Regions from separate parts of the Mus musculus genome. Here region 2 is linked to region 1. The links are chromatin contacts, called in public HiChIP or PLAC-seq maps. All regions are on one chromosome and are shown on one strand. Each heading gives the region's core, a stretch centred on a gene start, on an enhancer-like site or on the middle of the called end of the contact. The rest is flanking DNA. Distances are from core to core; before and after follow the strand shown.

Evidence for each region. HiChIP or PLAC-seq counts read pairs in DNA pulled down with a chosen protein or histone mark.
Region 2: an H3K4me3 HiChIP or PLAC-seq map of the SCID.adh cell line shows a contact between it and region 1, with 15 read pairs. The contact joins the promoter of Mlxip here to the enhancer-like site in region 1. A contact is called at or near these places in 8 of 39 promoter capture datasets (the 3T3-L1 cell line, 3T3-L1-derived adipocytes, the HPC-7 cell line and 4 more), 1 of 15 datasets of contacts at CTCF or cohesin (CD8 T cells), 2 of 484 Hi-C or Micro-C datasets (germinal center B cells and nephron progenitors), 3 of 115 datasets of contacts at active chromatin or transcription factors (the SCID.adh cell line, embryonic stem cells and memory CD8 T cells) and 2 of 9 other capture datasets (adipose tissue and pancreatic islet).

What each region holds. Positions count from the first base shown.
Region 1 is chr5:123,321,091-123,325,805 of GRCm38.p6, forward strand. Wdr66 (WD repeat domain 66) reads left to right here. Exons shown (of 21, transcript NM_001370840.1): 19 at 1,343-1,571; 20 at 3,225-3,326. Among named protein-coding and RNA genes, the nearest start is that of Bcl7a, 21 kb to the right of the region's middle. Within about 2 kb of position 3,426, at least 40 of the 459 cell types and tissues checked have an H3K27ac peak or open chromatin away from gene starts, as enhancers often do. A contact at or near this core is called in the SCID.adh cell line, germinal center B cells and nephron progenitors, where this site is marked.
Region 2 is chr5:123,393,380-123,397,704 of GRCm38.p6, forward strand. Mlxip (MLX interacting protein) reads left to right here and starts at 1,419. Exons shown (of 17, transcript NM_133917.3): 1 at 1,419-1,963. The coding sequence starts at 1,551.

The DNA of each region.
Region 1 (4,715 bases), core at 2,176-4,675:
CATTTGAAAATTCTTGGGAAGTACTTTTTTTTGTTGGTTTATTGAAATGGAATCTCTCTGTCTCTCCATGGCTACCTTAGAACTTGCTATGCAGGCACAGGTTGGCTCTGAACCTAAGGCATATTGCAGCCTCTGTTTCCTGACCACAGGAAGCAGGTATGTACCACTACGCCTGGAGAGACTCTTCCTTCAAAACAAATAAATGAATGTGTATGTGTCAGCGTGAGGAAGTGGTTGATAGATACATTGCGAGATCCTCAGGGTGAAAGGTGACACAGTTGAATAGCGTTCATGACAGTCCACATGGTATGAACAGTGTGACACCATCAGGGCAGGACAAAAAACCAACACAGACTGAGTGGCTTAAAACACAAGGAAAAAAGGGGCTGGAGAGATGGCTTGGGTTAAGGGCGCTCACCATTCCTTCCTGCAGAGGACCAGAGTTTGGTTCCTGCACCCACACATCAGGTGGCTTGTGACCACCTGTGACTCCAGCTCCGAGGGATTCAACGCCCTCTTCTGGCACACACAGGCATCTGCACTCATGTTTGTTTACACATACATAGAGACACACATACCTAGAGATAATTTGAACAGGAAGTCTTTAAAAGATCCAGTGCTTGGCACGTGCTTAAACAACAGAGTTTTGTCCTCTGACAGAATGCAAAATCAGTGTCAGCAGGGCCATATGCCCCCTGCTCCCTGTGACAGTTGTCCATCCGGTGACTCCTTTTGGACTCCTCCTACCCTCTGATGCTTGCATTCTGTTCCCTGACCTTGAGGGAACAGGTGTGCATCATATCACACTGTGTTCAGCTCCAGGCTGCAATGGTACAACGGCGACGGACATCCTGGATTGAAAGCCACCCTACTCCAGCGTGACCAATGACCTTTTATAATTACCTCTGTAGCAACCCCATTTCTTTTTTTTTTTTTTTTTTTTTTAAAGATTTATTTATTTATTATATGTAAGTACACTGTAGCTGTCTTCAGACACTCCAGAAGAGGGCGCCAGATCTCATTACGGATGGTTGTGAGCCACCATGTGGTTGCTGGGATTTGAACTCCAGACCTTCGGAAGAGCAGTCGGGTGCTCTTACCCACTGAGCCATCTCACCAGCCCCCAGCAACCCCATTTCTAATAAACTCCCCAAGATGAAAACTTCAGCAATCTGTCCTGGGGTGGGGAGGACGTAACGCAACCCACAAACACGTGTTCCTTTCCAGTTTTCACGAGTGGCCTAACCAAGTAATTAAAACAAACAAACAAACAAACAAACAAAAAGTATTTGTCTGTGTTGACCATAGTCTTCTATATTCCTTTCTGATCTCTCTCCTCTAGATTGAGGACATGTTTAATGAGATCAAGTTCAGCGAATACGTGGAGACCGGGAAGCTCATCGACAAGATCAACCTCCCGGATTTCCTCAAAGTTTACCTTAACCATAGGCCACCTTTCGGCAACACTATGGACGGCATCCAGAACAGCTTCAACGTGCTGGGTTACACCAATTCGGAAGGGAAAAAGGCCATTCGGAGAGAGGATTTCCTGAACTTACTCCTCACCAAAGGTAAGACAAGGCCAGGACGGCTGGGAGCCATTTCCTCCAGCCACTTCCCAGCACACAGAGCCGAGGTAGGGGTAGGCAGACACCTCGGGCTCTCCATCTGTCACAGGGGACACTCACGTGACAGGGCTTCAACCTCAAGGAGCATCTTGGACTGTCTTCATATCCGACAAGGGTGGATTAATAAGAAGGTCCCTGACCTAGACGTGAGAAACGTGACTCACAGGCCGGCAAGATGACGCAGTGGGGTGAAGGTGTTGGTCCCAGAGCCCGATGGCCTGAGTTCAACCTCCAGACTCACTTGGTGGGAGGAGTTAGACTCTGGTCTGCAAACTCTCTCCATTCTCCTGCCTCAGCCTCCCTGTCACTGGGATTGAAGGCCTATGCCACCACACCCAGCTTGGCTTGGAAAACAGGGAGGAGTTTGCCAGTTTATCAGTCTCCTTGGGCAATCATAAGGCTTATGGGTGAATTCATCATGATATCAAGCCACACCACACTGAACTTTTATTTCTATCTACTCTACAGATGTAGAGGTTGCCTTGTGCTGTCTTGCGTACCTGACAGGCGCTCACTCGCTAGTGGAGCTTTTTTATTGCAAACCAGGAGAGCTCTGAGAAGAGGAAGTTTGAGATAAAGTGGAGCCCAACCTTCCATACCTGACTCACCTTGCTGTCCTTCTACAAGGGCCAGCCTCTTCTCCCTAGCTTTGTAAAACCATATAAGGAATATCGTCTTTCTGTCTAAAGAAATAGTAGAATACTTGTATTTAAAGCTCTTTGGCTAGGGGCCAGTGAGATGGCTCACCCAATAATGTGCTCGCTATTAAGGCTGAGCTCAGTCTAAAGCACACAGGAGTTGTACGGGTCTCCCAGAACTTGTCCTCTGACCTCCACACAAGTAAGGCTCTCTCTCTCTCTCTCTCTCTCTCTCTCTCTCTCTCTCTCACACACACACACACACACACACACACACACACACACACACACACACACACCATAGATAGATGGATAGATAGATATGAAATTTAAGAAGATCTCCAGCCAGATGTGGTGACACAACTGTAATTCCAGCACTTGGGAAGTAGAGGCAGGAAGATCACAAGTTCCCAGTGGGGCTCCAGGAGTTGTACAGTGCTCGGTTGTACAGTGCTTACCTAGCACCACGCTCAAAGCCCTGAGCTGAATCCCCAGTGCCACATAAACCAGACCTGGTGACCCAAATCTGCAACCCCAGTACTTGGGAGGCAGAGGCACGAGGATCAGGAATTCAAAGGTCAACCGGGTGTAGTGGCTCACGCCTTTAATCCCAGCACTCTGGAGGCAGAGGCAGGCGGAGTTCTGACTTCAAGGCCAGCCTGGTCTACAAAGTGAGTTCCAGGACAGCCAGGGCTATACAGAGAAACCCTGTCTCGAAAAACCAAAAACAAAACCAAAAAAAAAAAAAAAAAAACCCAAAAAACAAAAAACAAAAAACAACAACAACAAAAAAGGAATTCAAAGGTCATGTTCAGCTTCATAGTAGATTGAAGGCCAGGCTGTGAGCCACGAGACCCAGCCTCAAAACAAACAAACAAAGACCTCCTACTAATTCCCACCCCCAGCTTTAGACAGAGCCCAAGACTTAACCAGACTTCGTTTCCACTCCAATGCCCAGGGGAGCACATGACAGAAGAAGAGATGATCGACTGTTTCTCGACTCTGTTTGGCCTGACTCCGGAGGGGTGGAAATCGGAGCCTGCAGCCACCTGCATCAACGGTACTTAGCCTGCCTTTGTCTGGGCGCATAGCCACCACTCACGATTTGTCGTAGACTTAAGTGCATCTGTTCCTCCGGACCGATATAAGCCACTCTCCTCCAACCACACACACACAGCAGTGTCAGTCGAGCTGGGAATCCCATGAATAAGGGAATTAGTGAGCCGTGCGTGGCTGTGCCTGCCGGATGAGAGCATTCATTCCCACTTTGCCTGTCCTGTTTTGCCTCTGACCCTTTCCCTTTCTTTGCTCCTCTGGGCCATTTTTTTTATCTTTCTGGTTTGCGTGAATGAACTTCAGCCGCTCTGGAAGCTGTGGCTGCGTGTCGGCTGTGGAGAGAGGAGACCCCTGGGTAGGTGTACAAATTCAGTTCCAAGCTGAAGAGATGTTCCTTCTCGGCTCCATCTCTTCTCTCTCCTTCTAGTGTTTGGCTTTCTTTCTCTTTCTTTTCTTTTCTCTTTTTTCTCTGAGACAAAGTTTTACTATGTAGCTTTGGCTGGCCTGGAACTCACTATGTAACCAAACCTGGTTTCAGACTCACAGAGATCTTCCTGCTGCCTCCAAACTGCTGGGCTTGAAGGCATATGCAGCCATGCCTGCATGCCTGGCGGTGGCTGCTGCTACTGCTGCTGCTGCTGCTGCTGCTGCTCCTCCCCCTCTCCCTGCTCCTTCTGAGATTGGTCTCTTTAATATAGTCTAGGCTAGCCTTGGACTCCTGATCCTCTTGCCTTCACCTCCCAAGTGCTGGGATGACAGGTGTGTGCTACCATATCTTCTGGCTTCAAGTTCTTTTTCTTAAAAGTTTTCTTTTATGTCTTTTTATTCTCTCTCTCTCTCTCTCTCTCTCTCTCTCTCTCTCTCTCTCTCGTGTGTGTGTGTATGTGTGTGTGTGTGTGTGTGTGTGTGTGGTCAGTTCTCTCCTTCCACCATGTAGGTCCTGAAGTTAGAACCCAGGCCTTCAACCTCGATGAGAAGTGATTTCACCCCCTGAGCCACATTGCCCACCTTTTTAGTCCTTTCTTTTCTCACGCATGTGCACATGTGTACGATGCACGTGTGTGTGTTCGTGGATAGGTTGTGTGCCTATGTGCCTGTGTGCAGAGCACGGAAGCGAATACCGAATACCGTGTGTCTTCCTTGAGCCTTCTCTACCACACTCCTGAAGACAGGGCCTTAACCAAAGCTGGAGCTCTTTGGTTATGGTGAATCCACTCAGGTAGCCCCAAGCTCCCCCATCTGCCTGCCTGGCTCTGAACAGAAGAAGCCTCTCCGTTGCTAGGCTTCTACGTGGGCTCTGGGAATCTGAGCCCTGTCCTCCCTTGTGTGGCAAGCACGTTATCCTCCAGGGCACCTCCCCATCCAAGGTCCTCCTAGCCTCGGGCTGTACTCG
Region 2 (4,325 bases), core at 169-2,668, 70 kb after region 1:
TGGAGAATAACTCTTTCTCTCTCTCCCCCCCGCATCATTAGTTGCCTGAACTCCATTTAAGAGGGGGTCTTGTGAGATTTCCCCCATCCATCTTGGGATGTCAACTGGTGCTGCAATTTTGTAGTTCTTGTTTAGACCATGGAGATTTCACAGGTGTAGCTTCCTTGTCATATACAGAAGACACCCTGATCTTTTCCCCTCTTATAATCTCTCGTGGTGGTTACAAGGCCAGCCTTGTCTACATAAGGACTACATGTAGAGATTCTGTCTCCAAACAAAATCTTTTATTTATTTATTTTTACCTTTATTTATCGTGAGAAGCGCAGATGCCACAGTGGGGTTGGGGTGGTCAGAGATTAAGTTGTTGGGAGTCTTCTATCTTGTGGGTCCCACGGGTTGGAATGAAGGTCAGACTTAACAGCAAGTGCTTTTATTTACCTACTGAACCATCTCACTGGATTTCCTAAAATATAAAATAAAATAAAAGTGTCTTTGAGACAGGGTATCATGCAGTTCAAACTAACCTAGAATTTGGGGAACTTCTGATCCTCCCACCTCTGCTCCCCTCCTGTTAGGATTGCAGGCACGCGCATGTGTTACCATGACTGGCTCATTGCTATTTTTAGGTTGACACAACTTTCTGAGACCTAGGAATTGCAGTAAAGACAACTAGGCTCCAAACTTCCCCTTTGGAATTTGGCTTCTGGGCCAAACTTCCAAACAATAGCGACAGTATTTTGATTTGTGGCTGAAGTTGTTGGGTCTGGAGGCAGACAGCTAGGCTCCTGCAGAACTCTACTACTGTTTAAGAGCGGTGATGCCCAGGAGCCATGCCTTAACCCGGGAGAGTCAGTTTCTGCCCCTAAGGATGTGATGATTCTGTGAGCCTTGCTCTTGGGTCTTGTTGGAACCTTAGGCACACCCCTTAGAGTGTAGGTAACTCAATCTTCTCATCAACAAAATGGGGACGGTAGACAAAATCAGGAAGGCTTTTGAGGACTCAGTTCCGGGTATGGAGGGAGAAAGCTGGCCTAATGTGGGGGAAGGAGCTCCACCCCTACCCACCACGTGGAGTGCCCTCCTTGCCCGCAGTGAGGCCGCAGGGCTATTCCCAAGCTCCGGGCGTGGCGGAGGCGGGGCAGGGGCTGGAGCCAGACTAGTTGAACAGACAGCCAATGCCGCCCTGAGCCCAGGCTCCCCGAGAGGCGCGGCCTGGCTTTCTCGTCTCTCTACTCCAGGGCCAGCCGGAGGGGAAAGAGGACAGCCAGGGGCCGGGCGTGGAGGCGTGGCCTCCGGCTTTTTTTTTTTTTTGTCCGCCCGGAGAAGAAAAGCTTCCTCCTGCACCTTTAAGAGGCAGAGGCGAGCATCCGATTGGCCAAGACGACAGTGACGTTACGAGGAGGCCCGCGCCCTCCCCCTCAGGCCGCGCGTTCCCGGGCAGTCTGCGCGAGGGCCGGGCCGGGTCGGGCCGGCGGCCCCCTCCGTTCCCCGTGCTTCTCCGCTTTACGTCGCCCCGGCTCCCGGGGGATGCCCCGGACCAGGTTCTCCTCATGGCTGCCGACGTTTTCATGTGTTCGCCGCGCCGGCCCCGCAGTCGGGGCCGTTCGGTGCTGCTCAAGCCTCAGGTGCCCGAGGACGACGACGACTCGGACACAGACGAGCCGTCTCCGCCGCCCCCCTCCGGCGTGGCCACTTCAGCCCGGGCCCACGCGAGCGCCGCGCCGCTGCCGCCTCGGGCCGGCCCGGGCCGCGAGGAGCCTCCGCGCCGACAGCAGATCATCCACAGCGGCCACTTCATGGTGTCCTCTCCGCACCGCGAGCACCCGCCCAAGAAGGGCTATGATTTCGACACGGTCAACAAGCAGACGTGCCAGACCTATAGCTTCGGCAAGACCAGCTCCTGCCACTTGTCCATCGATGCGTCGCTCACCAAGCTCTTCGAGTGCATGACCCTGGCCTACAGGTAGGGGACCCGGTGACGCCCCCACCCGACTCCCAGACCTGGCCGAGCCCCATCTTCACCCCGGTCTCTCTTGAACAAAAACCCAGCTTGGACCTTTGGCTTCACACTGTCCCTTTGGAAATTCCTTCTAGGACGATTTGTGAGTCTGGGGTCTCCACCATGGAGAGAGGCGCCAGGGTTCCGGCCTTGTAGCCCTGTCAGCCGGTCGTTCCTGGGTTCTTCCGGCTTCGTGTTCCCCATCCAGGCCCTCCCCTCCTCCAATGCCCGTGGTCACCGGTTTTAGACAAGAGTTAGGTGTAGCTACAGGCTGTGTGTTGTTGTTTTCCTCCTTTTCTTTTGGCTCTGTGGACCCCTTCCTTCTATTGCTTTGTGTGTTTACAGCAACACCCAACGGTTAAGATCACCTGTCCAGGGTGGCTAGGGCGCTGGCTGCACTATCTTAATGATTGTGTAACGCCTTGGAGCCTGTTTCCTTGTCTATAAAGGGGGGCGGGGTGGGGGGTGACAGTAGTGTTGACCTCTAGGGGGCTGCTTCAGGGAAGGGTTGAGATAGGCCGAGTGGGTTTTTAGGTGCTGCTTAAATGTGAGTTACTTTTCCTGATTGTCCATGCATCTGGAGCCTGGGTTCTCTTACATCTCCTTTACAGGGAAATTCTGAGGCAGGACCCTTTGCACACAGTGGACTTGTGGAGTTTATTTTCCTGGGAAGTTGGAATTTGTTTTTGTTTTGTTTTGTTTGTTTGTTTCCTTTTTGAGCCAGGGTCTTTTGAGCAGATGCTGGCTGGCCTTGAACTCCTCCTGACTGCCCTGCCTCCGCTTCCCAAATTCTGTGATCACAAACATATGCCTCTCATGCCCACATCTGGCTAGAGGGTTTTCTGACTGACCCTAAAAACTTATGTGTGAGATGTCAGTAGGGCTGACATCCCAGACACTGCCCTGAAACGGGGAATTCAGCTTTGGACAGAGATCTCTTTTGAACGTCATAGAAATGCCTTTCCTTGGAGGGCTAGCCTTTCTTTCTACCCTCTTACTCTTCCCCAGTATGTCTTCTAGGCAGGCATTTTAGGCAAGTTTTCTGCCTCAGCCAGAGACCTTCTCTGAACTGCTAGTGATTAGAGCAGCCCATATGGGTGGTAGCTTCAAGCAGGACCCACACTGACTGGGCTTGCTTTAGCAACTATACTGGCTTTGGCTTCATGAGAGTCCTGATGCACAGCTGGCAGCCTAGAGAAAATTTCCCAGGTTACTCCGAAGACCATGGAAAGAAGCACAGGACCACTCCTAGGGTTTTTTTTGTGTGTGTGTGTGTGTGTTACCTTGATACCTATGTATCCAGGAGCTCACTATATAACCTGGACTGGCCCCAAACTTGCAGTAAGTAATCCTCCTGCTTTAGCTTCTCAAGTGTTGGGATTACAGGTGCTGCCATGGCTAGCCCTGTTTTGGGTTTTGGTTTTACTTAATTTCTAAAGCTAGCCTGCAAAGTAGTAGGTTTTAGCAAGCCGTTTTCATTCATAAGGATTACATTCATAAGGATTCATAAGGTTTTTGTTATCGTTGCTTTGTTTTCTTGAGACTGGTCTTGCTGTTATCCAGGAGGCTGGTCTTAAATTCATGGTTTCAAGCAACCCTCCTTCCCCCCACCCCCAACCCTCGCCTCTCTCTCAGGGTGGTAGATAATAAGCCCCGATAATCGAAATTAAAAGCATTACTCAATTGCCTGAAGTTAAAATACTTGATAGTTGGCTCTGCATGGCATTTTCCCTCCCTGGAATAAGTGATTAGTCAACTTGTTCCTTTGTTATGTTTCTGAAATGCACCCTCACCCCCATTTCCTCTTGTGGAGGTTTCCCTGATGGCTTATTCCTGTAGCATAGCTCTTCCTTCTGTCACCTTTACGTGGCATATTGGTCAGCCTCCGCTTTGACTCTTAGACCTTGCCAGGTTGAGCTGGCCCCGAGCCTGGGGAGGTACTCTTGTTTTTAAATGGACAGCTGACAGTGAAGTCGCAGTCCCTCACTCTTGAGCATTTATGTTGGAATCAGAATCAGACTCATTTAGATTACAGCATAAACTAGTCTCTGGGAAATGCTTTTCAAACAAAATCAGGGCCAAAGGACAGGAATGTGTTCTTATTAAGAGAACTTAATCCTTTTTTCTTTTAATTTAATATAAACTTCTGCATGTATAGGGAGAGAAAGCTGCTTGAGCCACTGGAGGCTCAGGCTAGAAATTCTCACTGAGTAAGCTCTGCTAAAGGAAAAATAAGCCAGTGTCCCTTTGTGCTCTATTGGAATAACCTAGAAATAACACCAACCGAATAATCCCATCATTTTGGCACCTCACCTTTTCTGAGTTA